Regions from separate parts of the Zea mays genome. Here all the other regions are linked to region 3. The links are chromatin contacts, called in public Hi-C maps. All regions are on one chromosome and are shown on one strand. The core of a region is the stretch at or near the end of the contact, and the rest is flanking DNA. Distances in the headings are between cores, read along the strand shown.

Region 1 (4,017 bases), core at 37-2,536, 180 kb before region 3:
TTTGTCCTCAATATATCGTTTGATTTCTGCAGACATCCCTGCTATTCTGATAGGATCATCTTCGACATCCATTCTGCGGGAGAGCATCTCGATCCGATCCTCGAAGGACTTCATTGTGTTAGCAACAATAAGGGTCTCATCAAGATCAAACACAATGGCAAGACAGCGCAAGTTGAGCATGCCAACGGACGCTGCATAGAGCCCCGAGCGTGCTGAGCAGCACCAAAAGCATGGCACCTTCCCTGATTTGGTCGGCATTGCCACCAGGTGCAGCTCCTCATCCCCAACTACTACCACAGCACTCTACACAGCCAAATGAGAGGAAGTGTTATACAAATCTTAATGTTCTGTGTAAAGTTGTATTAAGAGAAACAATCCCTGAATCTAACTATATGGAACTCACAAGTCACAACCCATGAAAGCCCAAAATGAAATACGCAAAATGCTTCAGTCTATGAAACTTGTTTCACGATGTACAAGTACCACCTGTCCACCTCAGTAGTTACGTTTTCCGCTTCAATTTGAAATGGACATGGGAATGACATACTCGCATCAAGCCAAAACACCTAAGATGGACCCAGAATGAAATGTGCAAATGCTTCAACTCCTGATACTTCTTCGACGAATTACAAATACAGTGAATAGAAATTCCTAAGAGTTGAAGCTCAAATTGAAATGCGTGCGTTCCTTCTATTTCAAATGTGCATAGAAACTACAGTCTACAGGCATGTGAAGACGAAACCACATATTCGCGGTTGTTCACAAAAATTGGGGACAAACCTTGAACTCGTTGAAACAAGTGAGATACAAGCGCTGGAGGCCCGGGTTGGGAGGCGTAAGCTTGGTCTGCAACTTGCACCGTACGGAGAAGGGCGCGATGGTCTGCAGGATAGCGAGAGGCGGGCACCTCTCGCTCGCCGGCGAGAAGTGGCTGACGCGGATCTCGTTGGTCGGGAAAGGGAGGCCCCCCTCGCCGTCCCGCTTCATCGGGAAGACCTCCATCTCGCCAAGGAACGACTCGCCGTGGAACATCCGCATGCTGACTCCGGCGGGCGCCCCGGCGGCGGGGGCGGCGCCACCGCTGCCACCGACAACGCCTCCCAGGGCCCCCAGCGGCGGGGGTCGAGGCGCGGCCATCGCGAGTGGGGAATCGGAGTGAGAAAAGAGAGGGAGGGGGAGTGTAATTTCGCGCAGCGCGAACAGGTGCCTGCCCCCGCCCGCCTCCCGCTTCGGCGGAGACGCGGAGCCGGGTTTTGGTGTTTGGGGAATGAAGGCGGAGAAGGGGCTTGCAGGCTTGCAGCGCAGGAAGGGGGCCTCGGCTGCGGTTTTATAGAGAACTTTGGGACCGGGCGGCCGGGTGGATGGTTCCGTTGGATCGGTCCGGTCACCGGTCTGGCTGTGGACGCGCGGACCAAAAGTCGAATCCTGAACCGGGGCCGACGCGTCAGTGAGACAGTGACTATCTTTTCGTGTCGCATGATCGCGTCTGGCTCGGTGCGCCGCGTGGGGAGCACCGGCCACTGGGAGTCCGGGATGATCCCCTTTCCTGCTGATTTGGCACGTCTAGGGCTGGTTGTGTGTGCAGTGTGCGTGTCCCATAATTCGTGAGTGAAAGCGGGTTTACTCACAACACATCAATGCGGCGCAGCCCTTAAATTTCCTGCGGGCTAAAGGTCCACTAGTCTGATTTGACGCTAGAAAGACATATTCACTATCTTCTAAAATAAATATTTTTATAATATTTTTATAATATTTTTATCAGTTAAAGATCTCAAATTTGTACTATTAACAATATTTATATTTCTCATATCTATCTATTGATATAAATTATATATTATAAATACTCATATTTTTATATATTTGATTACAGTTAAAAAATGTCAAGCCATCCGGTTAAAGAGGACATCAAAGATTTAAGATCGAAGGGCCATAACCTCGATGTTGACATATGTTATCCACTTATCCTTAGCATGGCAGCAAAGTCAATGGGGGACTCTACCACCATTCCTTGTGTTCTGGTCACCGTCCAAATGGTCAATCCCACTTATCCAATACTCACTCCATTTTAAAATAAATTTTATTTTGGAACGAAGAAAGTATATGATAAGCTATTTTAGGAACAAAGACTATGTTTAAGTGGATGTTCACTATAACTCAACTTTACAAAAACGAGTTTAGCTTCATGAATTTTAGAGTTGGACAGCTTTTTTAAAGTTGTAGAGTTTGCGAAAGTATTTAGCTTACAGACCAGTTTTAGCTTCACTAAAATGATTTTTTTTATTTTTAAAAATCCTTTATACCATTGAAGGATGTATGCGGTCGTTTTGTCTACTAGTTTTTTTCTTGTATGTAGCCTAAAGGGGTGAATATGCTACACTTTAAATTTTTCAACTAAAACTTCAAATTAAGCAATAAAACCAGTTCGATCGTTGCAAGCCGGTTCAACTGCAAAGTTGACACTAAATTTGAATCTAACAACGAAATTGATGAGAGCGACTTAGATCGAACAAATTGCTGAGATAATAGAGGGATAGAAATAGTGAATATGAGTGGAGCAACTCCACACAATCCACACACGCAAAGCAACGTTTGAATCATTGCTTACAACAAGATGAACTATGTGCTCAAACAAGTAAGAACACAAGAATACTTGATTTATCCTGGGCACATCGTAATTGTGCCCTACTCCTCGTTGAGTAGCCTACAAAGGGTCGGGTCTTTTTCAACCATAATCCTCCCTTAGCCGACCATAAAGGTCAAGGTAATCTTTTTCTCAACTTTGCTCAAGAGCGGGTAATACACTCTAGAGAGCGGGTAATATTTTTCAATCTCCAACAATTGTTCTATATCTTGGTTACACTCTAGAGAGCCATTTATGTTTTCTATCTTTGGATAGCGAGAAACCTAGGATAAAATTGGTTATATCTAGATAACTATTTAGATAAGTTGTTGAATTTTTTTGACAAAAAACTATATTCATATTATTTAGAGAGAATATATAGTCTCTTGGACTCACTCTTAGTTGGACTATTAGCTTGTGATGTTTGGATTTATCCAACTAAAAGTAGCTAAGAGATAAACTATTAATTGAGTTGTTTGGATGTCTCTAATTAATATTAACAACTAACTATTAGCTCTAGTGCATTCAAATAGAGCCATAATTGTGGATTCAAACAGAGTATCTACTAAATTTTAGCAATTAACTTTTACCAATGTTAGTAAGAAGATTAGAAAGATATATGAAAGGAACATCAGACGCCTAAGAGAGGAGGTGAATTACGACTTCTAAAATTCTCGCTAATTTAGGCCATAAATAAATCCCTACAACAAAATATATGCAAATAAGTAATTTAGAATGTGCAAACTAGGTTTTATATAAGTGTTGTTATCTCTACCGCAAAAGGAGTTATGCAACCTATGTTCCAGTCCTAAGAAATCTAAACTAAGAATAGAGAGATTGAAACTTAAGTACTTAAAGTAAATGCAAAATCTAAAGAACAAAGATAGAGATGCAAACTCTCGTGGATGATGCCTATATTTTTACCGAGATATCCGAAACCATGCAAGGTCCCGACTAATTCTTGTTGGTGCCCCTACACAAAGGGTAGCCCACGCGAGGGCTAAACACCACGATCGAGCAACTTCGTAGAGAGTCGTGAGCCTTCTCCACACGCAAGTGATGCCCCCGCTTCCGGCTCCTCTCGGATCTCCCCGCCGTCTCCACTATCGAGCTTCCCGTCAAATCACCACAGACCTCGTTCCCTCCGGTACACGGTGGCGGCCACACCACAAACGCGATTGATGTGGTCTCGCAAGACTCTCGCCCTACTCGATATAATTACAATGGCTCGCGCAAGAGCCGAGAGATTTGTTGGCTCTTCTAACCTCACTTACATAACTAGGAACAAACTTAGAGCAAATTGTTGGGGACTTGTTCTCAAGTGCTATGAGTTAAGAACAAGGCAACACAAAATATTAATGGTTAAAGACCTTCGTCCTTCGAAGCATTATCTCCCT
Region 2 (3,861 bases), core at 494-2,993, 180 kb after region 3:
CCAAATAAATCCATCAGAATACTGTCGAATGCAATAAAAACTTCCTACCATAACAATTGGTCCCTTTCACACTGATCAACGCAGTAACCAAACATCTCAATGCGCATACAATCGCCACAAGTGTGCCACTGGGTTCGGAGTCGCAGAGGTAGAAGGCACCCTTGGAGCGCAGGGTGCACCACAGTTGCAGAAGGCTGGATGTGGCTGCAATAGGTGAGGTAGAGGGAGCACGGGGAGCTTCATGTCCGGCCATTCGAGATCAACGCCTGAGCACGCTGTGTGGCCTCACTCGCACTCTCCAACCGCAAGGAGTTGACCACCCCCCAACACGATGCTATCAACTCGCTCCAGGTCCCGCTTCTTTCTCCTATCCCCTTGCCGCTATTAGGTTTTTAACCACAGTAACCACTGCCTCAAATCAATTGGTTTGTCTGCTAATCTTATCGAGAAGCACACCAATTTAGCATTGAATCACGGGTCCTTGTTATGCAATGTGAGAGTTGTGTTCGCTGGTGTTTATGATCTGACCATATGGTCAGGTTGATTTGAGAGAGCGGAGGTACCTGCTCTCTGGGGCATCGGATGTTTTAGCCGTTGTGTTCAATGCGTGAAACACGATCGAATACAAAGCTAGGTTCATAGCGAAGCACAGGAACATACTGATTCTGGATAAGCAACACCAGAATCAGTGGTGGAGACTAACTGAAATCAAAGCCTGGACACTCACCGAGCGCGAGCCGCTGGCCGGCTGCCGGCTAGGCATGGCCGTACATGGCCGGGCGGGCGTCTCGGTGGCGAGCAGCAGCCCAGGGTAGTCCTCTCTTAATCTCTTCTACAGTGTCAATACGAAACTAGGCCATGGATGTAGGTAGCAAGAGCAAAAGGGAACGAGTTTATTAACACTCAACAATGTGCTAAAGTTCCAATAGAGAAACTTCCTGGGGTGAAGATAAATGATGCACTACCCAACCAGCGCACCAGTCCTGAGAACAAATTTATTAACACTCAACCTTGTGCATCAAACTCAATCATGTCACTATGCCTAACCATTTCAGATCCCTAACTGATTTGTTTAGACTGAAGCTAGCGGTCCAGTCCATCCTGGAGGTCTTGGCATAGAATGAAGCTATGAGTAAATGTAAGGTCCGTGAAATTAGAATTGGAGGTAAACAAGCACAGACTGTCGATAATTGTTCGACTTGTGATCGACCCCAACACGATCCCAGGTGGAACGGCAACAATAAAGAGCAGCAGTTGCTCCTGAACTACACCAAGGCTTGAGCGACTACACTAGGCTACCATTACGATCGCCAAGCCTGGCGTCGTGGTTCCATGACTCCACAACCACAACGGCGGATCGAAGCAACAACGTAATCAAAACGAGGCGAATCGCAACCGATGAGCAAAACGAACCGGATCGAATTTAAAACAGAGCGGCGCACGAGAAGCAAACCTCTCTCTTCAGGAGAGACGATGGGGGCGATTCAGCGGAGCAACGACGGCTCAAGCTCGGCGCGGCTGTGGCTGCGGCGGCGGGGGTGGCTTCGAGTTTGCCTCGGCGGCGGCGGTGCGACTGTTGGGGCTGAGGCGGTTGGCGGCGGCTGGCCGACCGCCGGCTAGCGTGTAACTCACCTTGGCCGCCGGATGGGATCCGGGACGTGAGGTAGGGTTCTTCCCCACCAGATCTGGGGAAGAGGACCCTAATTCGTCAGGTAACTCAGATAAACTTCACAGGAACTCAGGTATGTGGTGGTGGTGGTGTTTCTAGTTTGTTTTCTGTTTTTCCCTTCCACATACTACATGCTTAGAGCTAGTATGGGAACCCCAATTTTCTAAGGGATTTCTATTTTCCCAAGGAAAATTAGTTTATTTTTACATGGGAAAATAGAAATCCCTTAGAAAATTGAGGTTTCTAAACTAGGCCTTATATAGCCAGTATGACCAGTTATTTTACTCCCTTGGGATTAACCGACCTAACAACTGACTTAATCACTAATGGCACAAGGCCACAACTATTACATGTCATAATATAGCCCATTTATCCATCTTCAGACAAACAACAAGATTCTAGTCACTTGTCATACCCTACGTCATGACAATCTCCCCTCTCTCCTCAAGATTATGCTGGTCCCCAAGCAGATGCAGTCGGAAATCTAGTTCTAAGCACATGGTAATCCTCCCAGGTAGCACAATCTGGTGACATACCCGACCACCTCAATAGAATCTGTGTCACAGCTGCATTGCCCTTCTTCACCAGCCTCCTATCCAGAATCTCAACTGGTTCCAAATCACCTTGGCCCAAATCCAGCATCTTTGGCAGCTTGTGGAACACTAGAACATTACTAGGCACAAAAGGTTTAATCTGAGACACATGGAAGACTGGATGCACCTGTGCATCAGCTGGTAATTCCAGTTTGTAAGCCATCGCTCCCACCTTCTCCAAAATAGTATAAGGCCCAAAATATTTAAATGCAAGCTTAGGGCAAGCTCGATTCACCACTGACTTCTGAGCATATGGTTGCAACTTAAGTCAGACTTGTTCTCCCACTAGAAATTCTCTTGGACTTCTCTTCAAGTCAGCATAATGCTTGAACCTGTGTTGAGCCTAAGTCAACTTCTCCTTTAACATTTGATTGTAAGCTTCTCTCTGCTGCACCAAATTGACTGCAGTCGTATCCTCATTCCCTTATAAAATAGGAACATTGAAGACAGAAGCCTCATACCCATATAGAGCCTTGAAAGGTGAACATCCCACAGAACAATGAAAGAAGTATTGTACCAAAATTCAGCCATAGCTAACCAATTATTCCAATGATGATGATTTGCTTGAACAGCACACTGAGATACATCTCCAAACTTTGATTAACCCTCTCACTTTGCCCATGAGTTTGTGGGTGATATGATGTGCTTAATGCCAACTTCACATCTAACACTTTAAACAAATGCTTCCAAAACTGGCTAGTGAAAATCTTATCCCTGTCTGATACTACAGACCTCGGAACTCCATGGAGCTTGATCACACAATCCAACTTAATCTGAGCCACTCCAACTGCAGTAAAGGGATGCTTAAGAGGGAAAAAATGGGCATACTTCGTAAATTTGTCCACTACCACCAAAATAGTATCATAACCCTCAGATTTTGGCAATTGCTCTATAAAATCCATAGTAAGATCTTGCAAGGCCCCTGCAGGGACAGGTAGGGGCTGTAATAACCCTGCTGGATACTTCCTTTCACCTTTTGCTTGCTGACATACATCACACTGTTTCACAAACTCAGCCACATCTGTCTTCATGCCTGACCAATAGAACACCCTTTTAAGTCAATGGTAAGTAGCACTAGCACCAAAATGACCCCCAACCACTGAATCATGCATTGCAGCCATAATTTTGGTTTTCAAGGCTGAGTTATCTCCTATCCAAACTTGGTGTTGTTTCCTTATTGTCACACCCGGTTTTAGAAGGCAAACCGAATGCGAACCATGTACGTGACAGGATAAGCAATTCACGTACACAGCATTTACATAACTTGACATCATCACACAGTGCTCAAATAATAACATAAAAGAAGGTATAATAGTCGATTACATCATGATGTTTGAAACATCCACATAGTATTTAACAATAATCAAAGTGCGAAAAAGAAACATAGATACACACGGCCTTCACAGGTAGCCGACTGGGGGTTTGCCGCTAACCCACGCCTAGAACTCATCGTACTCTTGGAACTCCTAGAAGTCTTCCTCCACGACTTCATCTTCTACTGAGCAGTGGTTGCAACGTGGACAACCTGGGGGTTTGGTGTGTAAAGCAAGGGTGAGTACACATCAACATACTCTGCAATTGTCTCGTTTGGTTGTAGTA
Region 3 (3,847 bases), core at 761-3,260:
CTTCAAATTTTAACCACTGCATAAAAATTCAAAAAATCCTCCCCACCCCCGTATGAATATCTGGATGGTGCTTCCGTCAAGTACGCGTGTGCTATACTGCTATCAGCCTATCACACGTCCAGACGTGTATACACATATACCGCATAAAAAAGCGTATGCATAATTACATATGAAAAAAAAATCATCTTTGAACCGACACGTGCGCCTGATTTCCAAATGTGCACGTCACCCCTTACCAGGACTCGTCAAGATCCAGAAAAGCAGCAGATACCGAATCGGTGACGCGCCTAGTCAAAAGATGAGACTTCGGGGGAAATGGAAACCTGCTTCGTCAAGTGTATACCTCATCGTCGCGGCAAGCAACTCGACCTGTGCATATCTGCACTTGATTCGCTCTTAAAGATTTTCCTCTTCGAAGTGCAGCGAGCATGATTAAGCGCTGATGAGCGGGCCTAACGCATATTGCCAACCTCCTCCTGGGCTCCCGACCTATTTTCTGCCACAATTATTGCTCGTCGAGTGTGTGTGCAACATGGGCGCATGATGCTTACAAGTCAACGAGGCTGATGGTCCTCGTGTTTTTAAGGGCATGGTTGGATCTATGTGACAAACAGTTTACCGACTAATTTTAGCAACTTAACTTTCGAATAGACTGACTAATAAATTGGTTAATTGTTAGCCGGAAGGCTAACAAATTGCTTGCATTTGATCTTGCTAATAGATACTAATAGATCATATAAATAAAAAAAGACATCTATTAGCTAAGGCTCTAAACGTACCATGGTTAATTGTTGCTAGTTAATTATTTGCTGGCTAATTGTACGAGGATAAAAAAAAGAGCGGTCTAAATAAAATAAAAGATGAAATGGTCGGCACCACATGTTGAGGCTGTAGCATTCCATGACTCATCGCGGCGGCAGCCGGCAGGGAACCCCCATCCCCAGGCAGGGACCGGATCGGAGGGACACCGCAAGTACACCTTGCTTTGTCTCTTCTTTCTCGGTTGCAGAGTACCAGGCGATACGTGCAGCCATGACCATGGAGTGGGATGGACCACTACCGTGAAGTGAAACTGTGAAAGCGGAAACTTGGACGGCCAGGGCCAAGGTAGATTGGCAAGCGCATTGAGACATGCATTCACTCTCCGCGAGCTCTTGTTGATCAGGAGGCGGTCTGTGGTCAGAGGAGGAACAGTAGCATCAGCTGTTCAGGGCATCTGCCAGGCACCATTCAATCAATGAAGTTTCCTCTGCTTCTCTTTTCTTTTTTATTTAAAAGGGAAATTGCTGAATCGCCGTCTTCTCCATCTCTCTCTCTCTCTCATCTTGCCAACAGCGCGTACAGGTAGCTGCGGCATGCAACCGTGCCGCGTGGGTTCACTACTGACTAGTTCTTAGTAATTAGGACCGCAATCATGTCCAGATGGATCGAAGCAGAAGCTCTGAGCTAAGGTCGTGTTTAGCAATAACCTCCAGCTATTATGCTTGTTACTTTACTTGCAGCAAGGGGAAAAAACACAACCGCCCCCGACGTCCACCGCCGTTGAAGCTTGTTCGTGCTCAAGAAACATAACAACACGGAAAGATATGCATGGCGATCGGGAGCAAAAGAAGCGCCGCGGCAAATCACCTTTGGACTGGAGCACGAAGAGCGCGCCGGCGTCGAGCTTCTGGCCAGCGGTGTCGCCGCCGGCCTCCATCTTCGCCTCCTCATCCTCCCGGGTCGCAGCAACAGCTCCCAACCCCATGTCGTCGTCGCGCGCCCCTAGGCTGGAGCCTGGAACGAAACGGTGGCTACTTGCTAGCTTAGCTAGTTTTTGCCGGCCGAGCTGCACGGTGTGGAGCTAGCTGGGACTGGCTGAGACGACCCCCGGCGGTTGCGTGCGCTGTATCGGCAAGCTGGGTTTGCATATATATCGCAGAGCTCGCGGGAGGTAGGCGGCTTAGCTATATGGACTGACCACCCGAGGGCTGACGCGAAATGTATCGAGTGCGAACGAAAGGGCTAGGCTGCCCAGGCTGCTGCGTGCCGCAACCATAAATAAATGATGACAGCAAGAGAAAAACATATTCTCTGCAGTCCGGCCAGTGACATACGGAGCCAAATCTAAACAAATACTACACGTCGTCAATGGCTCATCTACAACTACGTCCTCGTACAGAGGATTCGACCGGAGAGAATACGACTATACGAGGGCAATGTCACGGTATTCGCTTTGTTTGCTAGGAAGTATTACCTTAAATAAATCTAAACTCCTTGTTTTTTTCTAAAAAAAAATCCTACCTTTTCCAAGCTGCGAGGCCCTTCCTTTTTCCGTGGTCCGTGGATCATCGGCTATAACACGAAACATGCAATTCCAGCCGCGAGCACGTCCGCAGCCCCGTGCGATGTCCTGAAGCCGGCAGTCCGCACTCCGCCGTCCGCTGACGAACGCGGCCCCGCGCCGGCCACCGATCGATCCATTACATCAAGGAAACATTTTATTGAGAAATATGTTTCGAGACTTTTTATTTACAAATTACAAGTCATGTTTAAAATCTCTATATTGACAATTATTCCAAATATCAAATGGTACGATATATTTGTAATGAATTGGTTAGATAGTACACAAAGTATAACCATTGAACAAGTCATATAATGAACACGTCACCCTAACTTTGATTTTGTGTTATTCATGTACCAACACATAATTGTGATATGTTGTAATGGCGGCTAACACAAAAAAAGCGTACAATCAAAATGTATTTTTACCAGATAAAAAAGTTGTAATTGTAATTAGTTACATGTACTACACGCTAACACGATATGCAAATATAATCACGGTAACATGCCATCATAAGTTGCAAACGATGCGCGAGCACAACAGCACTGCAGACGATTTTCAGTGACTAGAATTATTTTCGGCGGCCAAATCCTGGCCGCCGGAAATAAACGGATTTAAAACCACCCCTTGGCTTTCTTCTCTCTTTCTTCCCCCGACGCTGCCGCGTCGTCGCTGCTACTCCCTCCACCGCACCGCCCGCGCCACACCGCCCCCGCCCTCGCCTCGACACCGGTCCCGGCCGCCGCCGCCGTCGAGACCTCCTTCCGCCACCACTCTCGGTCGCCGCCGCCGAGCCCTCCTCCATTGAGAGGTTATTTTTTCGTATTTTATTCCATAATTTCGGTGACCGTTGGAAAATTAACAGGACAGAAAATTAATTTAGTAATGCAGCGTAAAACATATAACCCAGAGCTACTGCTGGCAGATAGTATCCATGACATTAGAATATAACAGATTTGAACTAACTCAATAAAATTAACGTATAAAAAAGAATCGACAACAGAACTAACTATAAGACCGTCATCGCAATAAATTAAAAATGCATATTTACTTACAATGATTTCCATGCCATATCTACACACCACCTTGGCTTCCTTATTGAATTGGGCCACTCACTAGTGTGGCAGAACCTCCCAAGTTATTGGGACCACATGCACCTATCCTTGTCCCAAAGACCTCAGACGGCTATACATGTGCACCAGATAACTTAACAGGATCCGTCCGATTGCCCCAAGGACATCGGATAAACCACTTACAACCAGAACCGTGGGATTAAGTAACACAAATCACACACACAACATTTTCGCAGCGGAAATCTTATTACTAAATTTTACAGGTTACAAAAATTTTACATTATTTTATCGGAATGATTACAAAAGTATAAGTTTGAAATATATGCTAGCTCAAGTGATCATCCTCAATAATAAGATAAAGACGGGGTATACTTATATAAGAAGGCCGAGCCTACCGGCACTTAACACCATCAACAGCAGCACAAAACTATAACCTGAAAAACAACAGTGA

Evidence for each region. A called contact is a pair of places that touch in the nucleus more often than the background predicts.
Region 1: a Hi-C map of bundle sheath shows a contact between it and region 3, with 1.9 times the contacts expected there. The contact joins the promoter of LOC100382420 here to the promoter of LOC103650987 in region 3. A contact is called at or near these places in 2 of 25 Hi-C or Micro-C datasets (bundle sheath and tassel).
Region 2: a Hi-C map of ear shows a contact between it and region 3, with 1.8 times the contacts expected there. The contact joins the promoter of LOC100191203 here to the promoter of LOC103650987 in region 3. A contact is called at or near these places in 2 of 25 Hi-C or Micro-C datasets (ear and tassel).

What each region holds. Positions count from the first base shown.
Region 1 is chr3:182,664,468-182,668,484 of Zm-B73-REFERENCE-NAM-5.0, reverse strand. It overlaps LOC100382420 (RNA polymerase II C-terminal domain phosphatase-like 2), which reads right to left and starts at 1,286. Exons shown (of 11, transcript NM_001175163.1): 1 at 781-1,286; 2 at 1-303. The coding sequence starts at 1,137.
Region 2 is chr3:182,303,307-182,307,167 of Zm-B73-REFERENCE-NAM-5.0, reverse strand. LOC100191203 reads right to left here and starts at 1,743. Exons shown (of 4, transcript NM_001136638.1): 1 at 1,454-1,743.
Region 3 is chr3:182,483,304-182,487,150 of Zm-B73-REFERENCE-NAM-5.0, reverse strand. It overlaps LOC103650987 (GABA transporter 1), which reads right to left and starts at 2,010. Exons shown (of 6, transcript XM_008676585.4): 1 at 1,630-2,010. The coding sequence starts at 1,747.